Linked DNA regions of Mus musculus: region 2 is linked to region 1. A link is a contact called in public HiChIP or PLAC-seq data. All regions are on one chromosome and are shown on one strand. The core of a region is the stretch at or near the end of the contact, and the rest is flanking DNA. Distances in the headings are between cores, read along the strand shown. Region 1 holds the start of St6gal1 (beta galactoside alpha 2,6 sialyltransferase 1). Region 2 has its middle 18 kb from the start of A230028O05Rik.

The links. HiChIP or PLAC-seq counts read pairs in DNA pulled down with a chosen protein or histone mark.
Region 2: an H3K27ac HiChIP or PLAC-seq map of embryonic stem cells shows a contact between it and region 1, with 3 times the contacts expected there. The contact joins the enhancer-like site here to the promoter of St6gal1 in region 1. A contact is called at or near these places in 2 of 39 promoter capture datasets (pre-B cells and stem cell-derived epiblast-like cells), 2 of 115 datasets of contacts at active chromatin or transcription factors (both in embryonic stem cells) and 1 of 9 other capture datasets (embryonic stem cells).

What each region holds. Positions count from the first base shown.
Region 1 is chr16:23,221,235-23,227,086 of GRCm38.p6, reverse strand. St6gal1 (beta galactoside alpha 2,6 sialyltransferase 1) reads right to left here and starts at 2,347. Exons shown (of 8, transcript NM_145933.4): 1 at 1,858-2,347. It overlaps BC106179 (cDNA sequence BC106179), which reads left to right and starts at 1,603. Exons shown (of 3, transcript NR_152126.1): 1 at 1,603-1,619; 2 at 2,643-3,302; 3 at 3,592-5,563.
Region 2 is chr16:25,038,214-25,044,065 of GRCm38.p6, reverse strand. No RefSeq gene overlaps it. Among named protein-coding and RNA genes, the nearest start is that of A230028O05Rik, 18 kb to the left of the region's middle. Within about 2 kb of position 3,750, at least 59 of the 459 cell types and tissues checked have an H3K27ac peak or open chromatin away from gene starts, as enhancers often do. A contact at or near this core is called in embryonic stem cells, where this site is marked.

The DNA of each region.
Region 1 (5,852 bases), core at 1,098-3,597:
CACACCTAGGCGGAGCGAAGATGGAGAGAAAAGCCTCCAAGCACAAACTAGCTAGCTTTAGAGAAACTAATCTCACTGTCCTCTGCCTGCTTCTCTGCTAAACACAAAAGGCACAGTCACTTCCACGGGAATCATACATAATAGATAAATTAATTAAATAAAATCAATGAAAAGAATGCTTCGTTCTGTACTGAGGGGCTCAGAAGCAGCTGACTACAAGAGACACTCTCCTCCCAGCGGGGCTGATGTCAACAGCCCCAGCTTCTGCCCGAACAAAGGCTTCTTAGCGCCCGCAAAACATCTAAGCCTCTCCAGTTGGCCCTAGTTCAATTTGAGAACAAGAGGGCAGCCAGGAGAGCAGAGCAAAGTTATGAAGCGGGACAGGCTGAGAAGTGGGGGAAATGCTAAGTCCCTCTTCTCCACTAAAACAGAGAACTCTAGAAAGGTATAATGGAAGGGCGCAGTTTCCAATTTGAATTATTTTCTTTGTTTCACTCCGCCCTGCCTGAGGCTACTGCCTTTTAAGCCGACCGCAGAATCCTCTGGATGAAGGCCGAGCAGTTGGAAGACCCAAGGGGCTGAACTCTCAGACCTCAGCTTCCTGCCTGTAAAATTAAAAAGGTTCCCTAGCTGTCGCCTGGATTTTTTCAATAACAAAGGTACACGGTTGAAGGCTGTCCAGTTGTCTTCAGAGACAGGTTAGTCTCCACAGGGACTACTCGAGGTGCAGCATCAGATTGGTAAAATGCTGTCACTCCTGCACAGGTCGCCTAGGATCCGTTCACCGCCCCCTTCCTGTCCTCAACTTTTCCTCAGAGCTGACAAGCCCAGACCTCAATACGCTAAAAATCCGGCTGCGTGAGCAGAGTGAAAGTTAAGGGGAAAGCACAGCAAACAGTGGACCTACCTCTGCGAGCCTCCGATACGTCCCCGTCTAGACGAGGGGCCCCCGTTGGCCTTGTGTGGCCAGGGCCAGTGACACCTGAAATGTCTAGCCACAGGGAGCTCCCAGGCGAAGAGCAAGCAAAACCCAAGACCTCACTGGTGGATTTTGTTAAAATGAACTATTCTTTCAGCAAGCTAGGGAGGCGCTCGAGATTCCCCAACAGGGGCAGTCGCCAGTGCACGGGGACAATGGTGTGTCGGGCAGGGTCTATTTTAGAAGGGTACCCTACAGATCCTTAGTTCAGCCCACGACTCTTAAGAAAATCTCGAAGAAGAGATGAGGGCTTGTAGGTTTCACCTCCAAACCCGTGCCAATGGGTGAAGCATACGTGTGGGTGGGGTGGGGGCTTTTTGTCGGCTCTTTCTTGTTTGTATTTTCTTTTTCCTTTAAAAATCAACAGGTTTAGTCCGTCCCTTCACAGAGCACCGCTGCGAAAGGTCCCCACCTCTCCAGCAGTAGTAGGTGGCCTCCAAGCGCCGCACCCGTTGGTTTGGCTGGAACAATAACCTGACCAAAAGAGGTTCAGCCGGGGCACACGTGCGTTTGTTGTGGTGCCTGCGCTCCCCCTCTCCTTCCACCGGGCTTGTTTTCCTGCTCTGTTACCAAAGTGGGCAAGATCTAAAGAGACCCTCACTCCGCGAGTCAACGCCTTACACAATACAGACGCTGCAGTGTAGGTTCCTGCGTCCCCGCACACGTGGGTTTGTTATGGGTGCGCAGGCTGGCGTGCCGGGGGGTGGGGGTGGGGGTGGGGGATTAGGGAGGGGAGGCCAAGGCGGTCCCTCCCCTGGACCCGCGACAGACATCCCCAGCCCGGGGCGGCGGCTCCTACTCCCGCAGCTAGGGCTGCCTCTCAGCGCACCCCTGCACTCCTTCTTCAGACCCGTGCCGCCCGCCTCGCCCCTACTCACTTGCAGCTCTCTCAATCGGGAAGGCGGCTGCGGTCGCTGAGCCCACCGAGCGCTCGCACGGCGCGCAGTCCGATTCCCTTTGTTAGGGTCGGGCAGTGCCAGGGCGGCTCCCCAACCCAGGCTGGCGCTCAACTCCACTCCCCCAGGTGCCTCTGGATCTTGCCGGGCCGAGGGAGAAGAGCCCGGGACTCAAGCTCCGAGTGAGTCCCCTTGAGAACGGATCTTCTGGGAAGCAGAGAGGGAGCACAGATGAGGGTACAGAGGACCGGGAAGGAGGGAAGAAAAGCACGGCAGACCGGCGGGAGGACGCTTGGTCTCCGTTATGCAAATAGAGTCGTTAAAACTAGAAAAGTGCTCTATCACACCGGTCCCAAACCATCCTGGCCCTCTGGAGGTCGCTAGCGAGCAGGCTCAAGGTTAAAGGTGCCTGCTTAGGGCTCCCCGTAATGCAGGGAATCTTGCAGTCTGTCCACAAAGAGCAAGCCTTTGGGGCGGAGCAATGCGGCAGGCAAGGAAGCCCAAATGCTGCCTCCACCCCCACCCCCTGCGTGTCCCGATGGATTGGATTCAGTGTTATCTGGCGAAAACGTTCTTACCAGAGTGCTTGTCCTGGCTCTGCACAGGGTGATCCTGATCAAACAAGTCATTTAACCCCTGTGAAAACTCAAATTTTTATGTAGGACACATACATCTTAGACTGTAGTATTTAGAGTTTAACAAAAATCCCCCAACATTAAGTGTATCCTGTACACAGCCTTGTCAAACTTTTTTTTTTTTTTTTTTAGATGTTCTGGAGTCCTGCGACCTGGAACTCTCACAGTAGGTACGCAGGCAGGCAGGACCCGGTTACAAAGGTAAAGACAGCCGGGCACCTTCCTTCCACTGGGCTTAGGATACGGCTGCTGGAGAAGTCAGGAGGAAACATCTTGTTGAAGAAGCAGTCTGGCAGTCTGACCATCTCTGATTACCCACAGACCACTTCCGAAAGACTGAAAACTTTCCTCTGTAAGAGAACTGGAAGCCACCATCTGGCCGCTCCTTCGGTCCTTTCTATCCTAGAGAAGAGATTTGACTACTCTGAGGCAGTAATCACATCCCAAATATCCACCTCTGAGCTGGGAGAGGAATCAAATAGAGCTCCAAGAACGCAGAAAATTGCTGGTCTGGGTTTTCTGTGTAGCAAAATAGCCTCTACAGTAAGATTGCTGGAGCCAGGACCAGAGCGTTCTCTTCAAGTCCAGATAGCCGCTTCCCACCACCAACCTGGGAAAGAAAAGATTGCCGCCTCCTCCCCAGCACCTGTCTTTCAGATTGTCTTCCTCCATCCTTTGATTCTGAGCCCCTAGCTGCTCACCCTCCCCCAGCTGCTCTGGAGCCAGAGACCCAAATCAGAAAGTGCCAGACAGTGAATTCAGTTCTGTGGCCAAGAAGCTATTTGTTCTTGGGTGAGTTCCACAGTCTTTCTGGGCCATTCTTTCCTCTTCTGCAACATGGAGAGCTAGAAGACAGCACTAAGGATCATGTTTACACGAAATGATTTATGTGGAGCAAGTAACGTAGAGTCTAGCCTACTGAGCATGCTCATAATAGTGCACTCTGCTGTGAGCCAATGAAAGCAGACCCCGGGTGACTGTTTCTGAAAGGGTGCTAACTGAAAGTCGAAGATTTTGTTCTACATTAAGAGGCCATTAAACGATTTTAATGCATGGCTCACAGTGCATCCTTGTGCTTTAGGTAGATTCTTCGGTCGCGGTTCTTGAAGATGGAAACAGGAGCGAGGACTTTAAGTGAGAATCTCAGACTGACTTGGGAGCTGACAGACAGTGGAGATCGCTTAAGCACCTGAACTGTGACGCTGACACAGGAAATGAAGAAAAGGCATCTAGACAAGAATCACCAAAGACACAGTGCTGGTTTCAGTGTTATACACAGTAAGGTGTTAAACCCACTTGTGGATGAGGAAATTAAGTCACCCAGGCCCTTGAGAAATCTCAGTATCCCTCACGTTCATTGAAAGCCTCAATCCTTTCTTTCAACCTCCCTCTTGTTTCCACTCAATTTAAGAACTAAGAACCATACAATAGGAAAGAGACTCTTTTAAAATGGGATACAGCATCTACTCTTAAGTTCTATTTTCTAGAACTCTAACCAGTCAATGGGGGGGAAAGGGAAGGGGTTCACTCTGGGTTTTGAACTTGCCACATTGATAATACCCACACACTGTGGCAAACCTAAAAAGAAGCCCTGGGGGGGGGGGGGGTCTAGAACAGATAAATAGACATGTAGGGATATTCCCAGAAAAACTGCAGGGGCATCACCATCTGGTAGCTTTCCAAAGTGGCTCTTTCATCAGTAAGGCCTTCTGACCTGCAATGAGAGACAAAATGTTGAACTATATCTCAGGACTATAGAGCTGCAGGCTACAGGAATATAGTTCATCATGCTGGTCGGGGACTATAGATTGTCAGGCTATAGGAATGTAGTTCATCATGCTGGTCGGGGGCTATAGAGATGCAGGCTATAGGAATGTAGTTCATCATGCTGGTTGGGGGCTATAGAGCTGCAGGCTATAGGAATATAGGTTATCGTGCTGGTTGCTTTCCTTAGAAGTCCACATTCCATAACTTCTGCTCCCACTATCTGAATGTACCCTCCATTCCTATGCTGAAATCTCAACCTGCACTCAATGGATAGCATTAGGAGATGAGATCTTGGAGAGGCAAATAGTCATGAGGGCAACATTATCTTGAATGAGACCACTTACCAAGGAGACACAGGCATGTCCTTCTACCTCATTAAGAGAAGCTAAAAGGCACCAGCTACAGACAAGATGTCTGTCCTCACCAGTTGCCAAAGCTGATGTCACCTAGACCTTGGGCCTACTAGACTTCAGAATGATGAAGAATATATTTCCAAGTGCTTTAAATCACCTAACTTGTGGTGGTTTTGTTGCTGCATTCTTTATTATTATTATTATTATTATTATTATTATTATTATTATTATTATTATTAGGTATTTTCCTCGTTTACATTTTCAATGCTATCCCAAAGGTCCCCCATACCCACCCCCCCCTTGTTGCTGCATTCTTAATAGACTTAGACAGTCCCTCGGTGTCTTAGGTCCTGTCCTTCACAGTAATCATTTCAGGCCATTTACTGGTGAGTATAAATGAGGTGTTGCTTTGTAATAGTCACAACAAGCCACTGGCAAACAGTATTTCTGAGGTGTTCTTGAGAAATACCTTGGCCGCAAAGGATGTGGGAAGCAATTGAAAGTTTCCTCCTAAATCATTTTTTTCCAACCCCACTACATATGCTCCCAAAGACCTAGAAGAGGTTATCACTTAGGGAAGTGCACTTTCTACCCTGAGCACCCGTAGCACACGTTGTCCAATAGGAGGCTGGGCTCTGGGACCCAACAAACTGTGTTCTACATGTGCTGCCCATGTTGTTCCTCAGTGTGGCCAAGCTCGAGGGTGAGGCTCATATACCAGGGAATTACAAGAAGCCCAAGTAAGAAAACAGAATAAAACAGCAATGTCTCTGGGCACCAAAGAGGGCTTCTGCTGCTTGCTGAGTGGCACAGATGAGCCAATGGACTATCGGGGACTAAGGAGAAGATGACAAAGTCTCTTGAGAGTAGGTCAGTAGCCACGGATGGGAAGGAACCAGCCCATAGTACAGCAAGCAGCGACCTGCCAACTCCAAAATAGAAAAGAAGTTTAGCTACGGTATAGCCAGGATAGTTAGGGTAGACATACTATGTGTATACATGGGCTACACTTCACCCATTAATTCTAAAATCCACTCTAGGTCCTTAGGGAGAATGAGGGAAAAAAAAAACCTGTGTCTCCATTATTAAGTCACATGTTCTGGCCAAATCTCTAATTGTTTAACAGCAACTGCCACATAGTCAGCATTTTAATGCAAGGCAGCTTGGGTAAGTGTTCTCACTTATTCTTAGAAGTCCAGTATTTGCAAGTGTCATGCACAGA
Region 2 (5,852 bases), core at 2,501-5,000, 1.8 Mb before region 1:
TGGATTGCCATGTGGTCTGTGGCAAGGATGGGTCTTAGAAGAAAGGGCATCATATAGGCTCTCAGAAGCAGTGCGTTGAGAATGGGGAATATTGGTCCCAGTGTTGTCTTCAAGGTAGAAATGTCAGCGTTTGAATCTATATCCCAAACTGTCATATGTGGTAAATACAGAGACCACTGCCCAGACCTCTTTTATGCCAGTCTCTTTCAGAGGACAGGTATTTGGTTTTCCCTGGTTTTTGGCAACAGCCAAGAGGATCTAATTCTGACACCTGTATTCTGAGGGGGCAGCTGGACACAGCAGGGCAGATGAGAATATCTAAAATAGTTTTCTAGAACTGTATTTGTCTGTCAGCAGGGTGACAGCCATAGTCTTGGGACAGGAAAATAGAGACAGAGACAGAGAGACAGAGAGAGAGACAGAGAGACAAAGGGAGAGAAAGCGATCAGGCATAGATTTTTAAGTCTCAGAGTTTGAGATGCCCTGGAGCATTCTGGGTAAGTAGTGGTTTGGTGAGGGAGGGGGAAAAGAAAATCCATGGATCTTGTAACATTTAGGGAAAGGGAAAAGATTCAGCTCAGTGGCATGACTGGGCTTGACTAGACAGCTATAGTCTATGAGAACAAACCTGAGAGTCTCATCTGACCTCTGCTGAACTGGATGAACATCTTCGCTGCGATGCTCTTCTGACACAGAGTTTAGGAGCTCACAGTTGGAAACCACAGCTCCGTAGGGCTGTGGGATTGGCTTAGAATAGCTGTAATACAAAGACTGGAGAGCCTGAAACAGCCAAGTGCAGCCAGCCCCTCCCATCTCCACACTACTGCTTCAAACACTTGTAGACATGAAAGGCTTGTCAGGGGAATGTTAAGGGTAGCCAAAAGATGGAGATGGTAGTCTGTGTGAGAAACATGCTAGTGAAGTCCTGGGTGCTAAGCAGAGCGTTTGTGGTCAGCATAGTTGGGAACAAGTGGATAGGGATTCAGGCAGAGCTTGGCTTACAAAGCTAGGAGTAGGTGCACATCTTCATACCTGAGCCAGGCTCAGAGGCAGGTCGAGTCCTGCTAGGGTAAAGAAAAAGAAATGCATTCTCGTTTCACTTTATAGCAACAAGGAGGCAGAAGCCCAGCCCAGGAGAAATGATATGTGCAAGGAAGTGAAAGGGGACTGCTGGCTCCAAGTTTGAAGAGAAGAACCACTCCCTGGGGGTATGGAAGTTGGGCTAACAGCCAGACTGAAGGAGCTGATTTCTTGGAGCTATAAACCTAGAAATTCGAAGCACTGACTTTTTCCTTACTGAAAATGAGGTTTACTCATTGCTTAACCTAAGGTCTTTACAGAGCCCACATGGCATCCCATACAGACGACTAGAAGAAGAAGAGGAAGAGGAGGGAGAGGAGGAGGAAGAAGAAAAAGAGAGGAAGAAGGAGAAGGAGGAAGAGGAGGAGGGAGGGGAGGAGGAAGAGGAGGAGGAAGAGGAAAGCCAGGGGTCTCTAGGTGCACCAACTGGCCCCCTAGTTCCCTGTGTGACTTTAAGTGAGACTCACCACCTTCCTGAGCATCAATCATCCCATGTCTTACATGTTGGTGTTGGATCACAGCAGAGCTATGCAGCTGTGTTCCATGAAGCCAAGAGATCCAGGCAGGGAACACACAGGCTCCATCCTGGCAGATGCTCGGGGAAAGAACAAAGAAGCAGAACTTGATCCTTGATCCTCTGTAGCTTGGAGCAGTTCTGTTGTTAAGTTTAGTATGTTGGGTTTCCCTATAAGATTTTATTTGAAAGTCACAATAAGAGAGGAAATCAAAAAGAAAGGGAGCCAAGGAGAGCGTGAGGCTGGATGGTCTCCAGCCTGTTGCAGGCTGGCTGCTGTTTTCTGACTCACCCCAGTGTTCTGCCCACACTTTCAAGAACCACTTCCCTTCCTCTCTGCCACCATCTCAGGGAAGAATCCATAGCGTACGTAAGCCCAGAAAAAAGCCACTGCTTAGATCTCATTTCCCAGCTCTGAAGAGTGCTGGCTCACAGAGAAGAAAATTGGGGGATTTTGTGGGCTGAGTGGGAGGAGACCTGAGGCCCAGGGCTGTAAATCAGGCTTGGAGGTTTGGATTCCCAGCAGCCTGACCTTCAGACACCCTTCCCTCCTCCGGATACCTTCATGCTCACACTCAGGCACAGGGAAGCATGCCCAGCTTCACACTGCCCCTGGAAGCAGGGCCCACTTGGAAGAGCTGTTTTGATTTTTCAGGAAAAATTGCTCATAGCCAAACTTCCCTCCCCAAGACCAACACAGGCAGGGATTTCCTACGTGCTTGAACAAGGAATATTCTGGAAGTCTGTTGGCCACCGTCTGGCCAAAAAAAAAAAAAAAAAAAAAAAAAAAATTAAAACACAACAATAATAATACAAAAAACCCCACATAGCTAACATACCCACCTGAGGTAGAGTATCATATATAATTTTATTTTTGTTCCCTAAATAAGCCCTTCTGCTGCCAGTCTCAGTACATCTCAGATAGGCCTACTTGCCCATTGCCGACTCCACATGGCATGTCTCTCAGTTCCCCAATCCACAAATCCAGGAATTTCACAAGCTTGGGAAGTTGGCACACCAGAGAAACTGATTTCTTTTGCCCTTGCACAATTCCCCTGTCGATAGAGTGCGTCTTTCTGACAGGAAAGAGTTGGCTGAAACTACTAAACCTGTGTGGGGTGCTGGTGTGGGAGTCAAGGGTGCAAGTCCCTGGTCTTCCCTCTCTGTGGTCACCAGCGAGTCGCTTCCTCCTTCTAGGCCTGCTTAAAGACAAGGCTCCTCCATTCAGGTAGTTTGTATGCATAGCTTTCCTTGACCAAGTCTCAGCTGAAGGCAATGTGGAATACCTCGGCGGAAAATGATTCCGGAGATCGCTAAAACATCTGTTGTCGAAATCAGTCTTGCTTCCGGCAGCAGAACAATCCCTCATCCCCCGAAATCCCAGTGTGTCGAAGGTGAGGCTTGTAAGGACCAACTCAGAAGGTGAAAGCTCTGGTAGCGGTTACACCGCAGGTCTTGGAGCAGAGGCCGGTAAGTGCAGGTCTAGAGGGGCTCCTAAGAGAGCTTTTACCTAAATTAGGATTTAAAAGCCATGAACTTCTTGGACAAGGAAGAAAAGGAACACAGAAGAAGAAATATGGAAGGCAGGGAATTGGGGAATTTTCAGAAAGAGTCCCCCCAATGACTACAAAATGTGGGCTGAGAGAAGGGGCACAAAGTGGTGTTCCCTAGGAACATGTATGTTCGTCTAGACTATCGATTCTCAACCGTCCTAATCCTGTGACTCTTTAATACAGTCCTCCCTTATGGGTGGTGATCCCCAATCATGAAGTTATTTTTGTTGCTACTTCATAACTGTAATTGTACTACTGTTATGAATCGTAATGTAAATATGTGTATTTTCTTATGGTCTTAGGCTACCCCTATTTAGGTACCATTCGACCTCCAAAAGGATCACGACTCTTAGGTTGAAACATGTTGGGCTTTAGGGCTTACATTTTTTCCTCTCAAAAACAATGAGGAGGAACTACTCCAAGGGACCACGTTCGTATTTTAGAAATCTTATTCTGGCTGTCTTGTACGACCTGATTTTGAGAAGGAAGATAAAATAAAAGAGAAGGCAGGGAGATCCTTCAGGGAGCAAGGAGCAAGAGGTGACAGCACCCTGTGCATAATGGCAATGAAGAAGAGGAAATGAAAAGTGTGTAGTAAGGGCTGTTACTGAATGAGCGCTCCCATCTCTAACTTTCTAGGACTCCGCAGCTAAAGAAATCTGAGCAGGCATCTCACCTCCCATTTTTGCCCGCCCCTCCTCCCACCTCCCACATTCTGTGAAGTCTGGCTGGCCCCTCCCACTCCTCCCCCATCTCAGGCAGGAGGCTTAGATAATAGGTGTGGCATCGGGCCCAGGCATTCCCACCGTCTTCTCCACCATCACATTCTGCTGCTTGAGCAGTTGGCCGCCTCCATGAGTGTTAATTGGAGAGACATCTGAAGTGACCAGACTGGTTATGCAGCCGCCATGATAGACACACTCCATCTGCTTCAACCAGGCGCTTCTCAGCGCACAGGGAGGCCGGCCTGATTCCTCTTGCCCAGGGCTTGTTAGGAGTTACACTCAAAGTTAGCTTCCTCGGCTTTGAAGTGGAAACTGCTTCAAAAAACATCAAGTACAGACATCCTTCAGTTTGGTGAGGAGGAAATTAAGGCCCAGTCTTGCCATAGGTTAGATGCAGAGCTCACAGCCAGGTTTCCATCTGTCCTTCAACACACTGGGTGTGACACTTGCTACGGCCCTTCTAGATCATGAGTTGACCAACTTAGTTTCCTACTATCACTATCCCTTCCCCACTCAGTGACAAGGGCTTGACCTTCACATGTCATTTTCCTTAGCAACTGTTAATTTCTTCAGCATTTTAAATGAAACTTATTTTATCATTTAACAGAGGGGATGTTAAAAGTCATCTACTCTAATGGTTCTGGCATGCTTTAAAACTTATTTGGTTAGTCTTGCTTTTAGCAGCAGAGGCTTTATCAACTCATCAAATAGAGGCTGGGAAAGGCCTGGAAAGGGGAGTGTTTGGGTGGCTATAATACTGAGTAACATATTTAAATATTATATAATACTGTATACTATATATATATGCCATATATATATACCATATATATATATATACATGGAATACTGAGTGACAGTCTGACTAGAGTAAGCTCTTTTAACTTCAAATGCATAACTTGCCCCAACTGTTCCCACAATTCCTGCTGCCACCCATCCCTGTCTCTGCCATTGGTAGGGGCAGCCAATATCAAAAAGTGAATAGATAACCCTTCTTGTTTCAAGCCCTAAAATCCTCCAGTAGAATCTTTCAATATGACCTAATCTTGGTATATAGCACTTTCTAGTTACTAGTATATAAATATGACATTCCCTGCAAAGAAATCTGTATATGCCCATTTTACAGAGAAAAGAGAAACTGTCCCTCCGGCAGTATGCAATGGAGCTGAGATCCACATCTCCATACCCATTGCCTATCCCAAGATTAATTGGCCAGTGAGTGCTGCTGTACCTGTTCATTCCGGAAAAAGAACTACAGGTTCAGGCCAGCTTTTGAACTATTTTCTAATCATGAATAACAGAGAACCCCTGTTGCTAAGCTGCAGCATTTACAAATAACCCTGGATCTCTGTTGATTGTACTTCATCAACAAGGGAGATGGAAGCCATTAAGGAGGTCCACCTGGGACTTGTAATTAAGTCGGAGCAAAAGTACTTTGAGGAACTAACAACAAAAGAAGGAAGTCGTTGTCCTTCTGAAAGTCAGAATCTACTTCCTTAGAGTCTGAGAAGGTCTGTTTGTTTAGACCATCCAAGTCAAAAGCACAGAGCTGGGCGGTGGTGGTGTACACACCTTTAATCCCAGCACTTGGGAGGCAGAGGGAGGCAGAGCTCTGAGTTCGAGGCCAACCTTGTCTACAGGACAACCAGGACTGCTACGCTCTCCGGTCGAGTCAACTGGACAAGCCAAAAGGCTTAAAAGTCACTCATGAGGCAAAAGAGTTTCAAGGAAGCTCTCCTCCTGGAGTCTAGCGTTCCCTACCCATACAGTAATTTTTTCATTCCCGCGTTCCATTCCCGCGTTAGTCTAGTGTATAGATCCACGTGCTCTCTTTCAATATTTTCCTATTATAAGTGCTTTTTAAAATTGAATTCTGACATGGCTTAAGCCTTCCACCAGTGTTGCAACAGTCCAAGGGCATCCTTGACCAAGATCAAGGGTTTAGAATTCAGCAAGATTGTAAAAGCTAAGTCACTCCCTTAC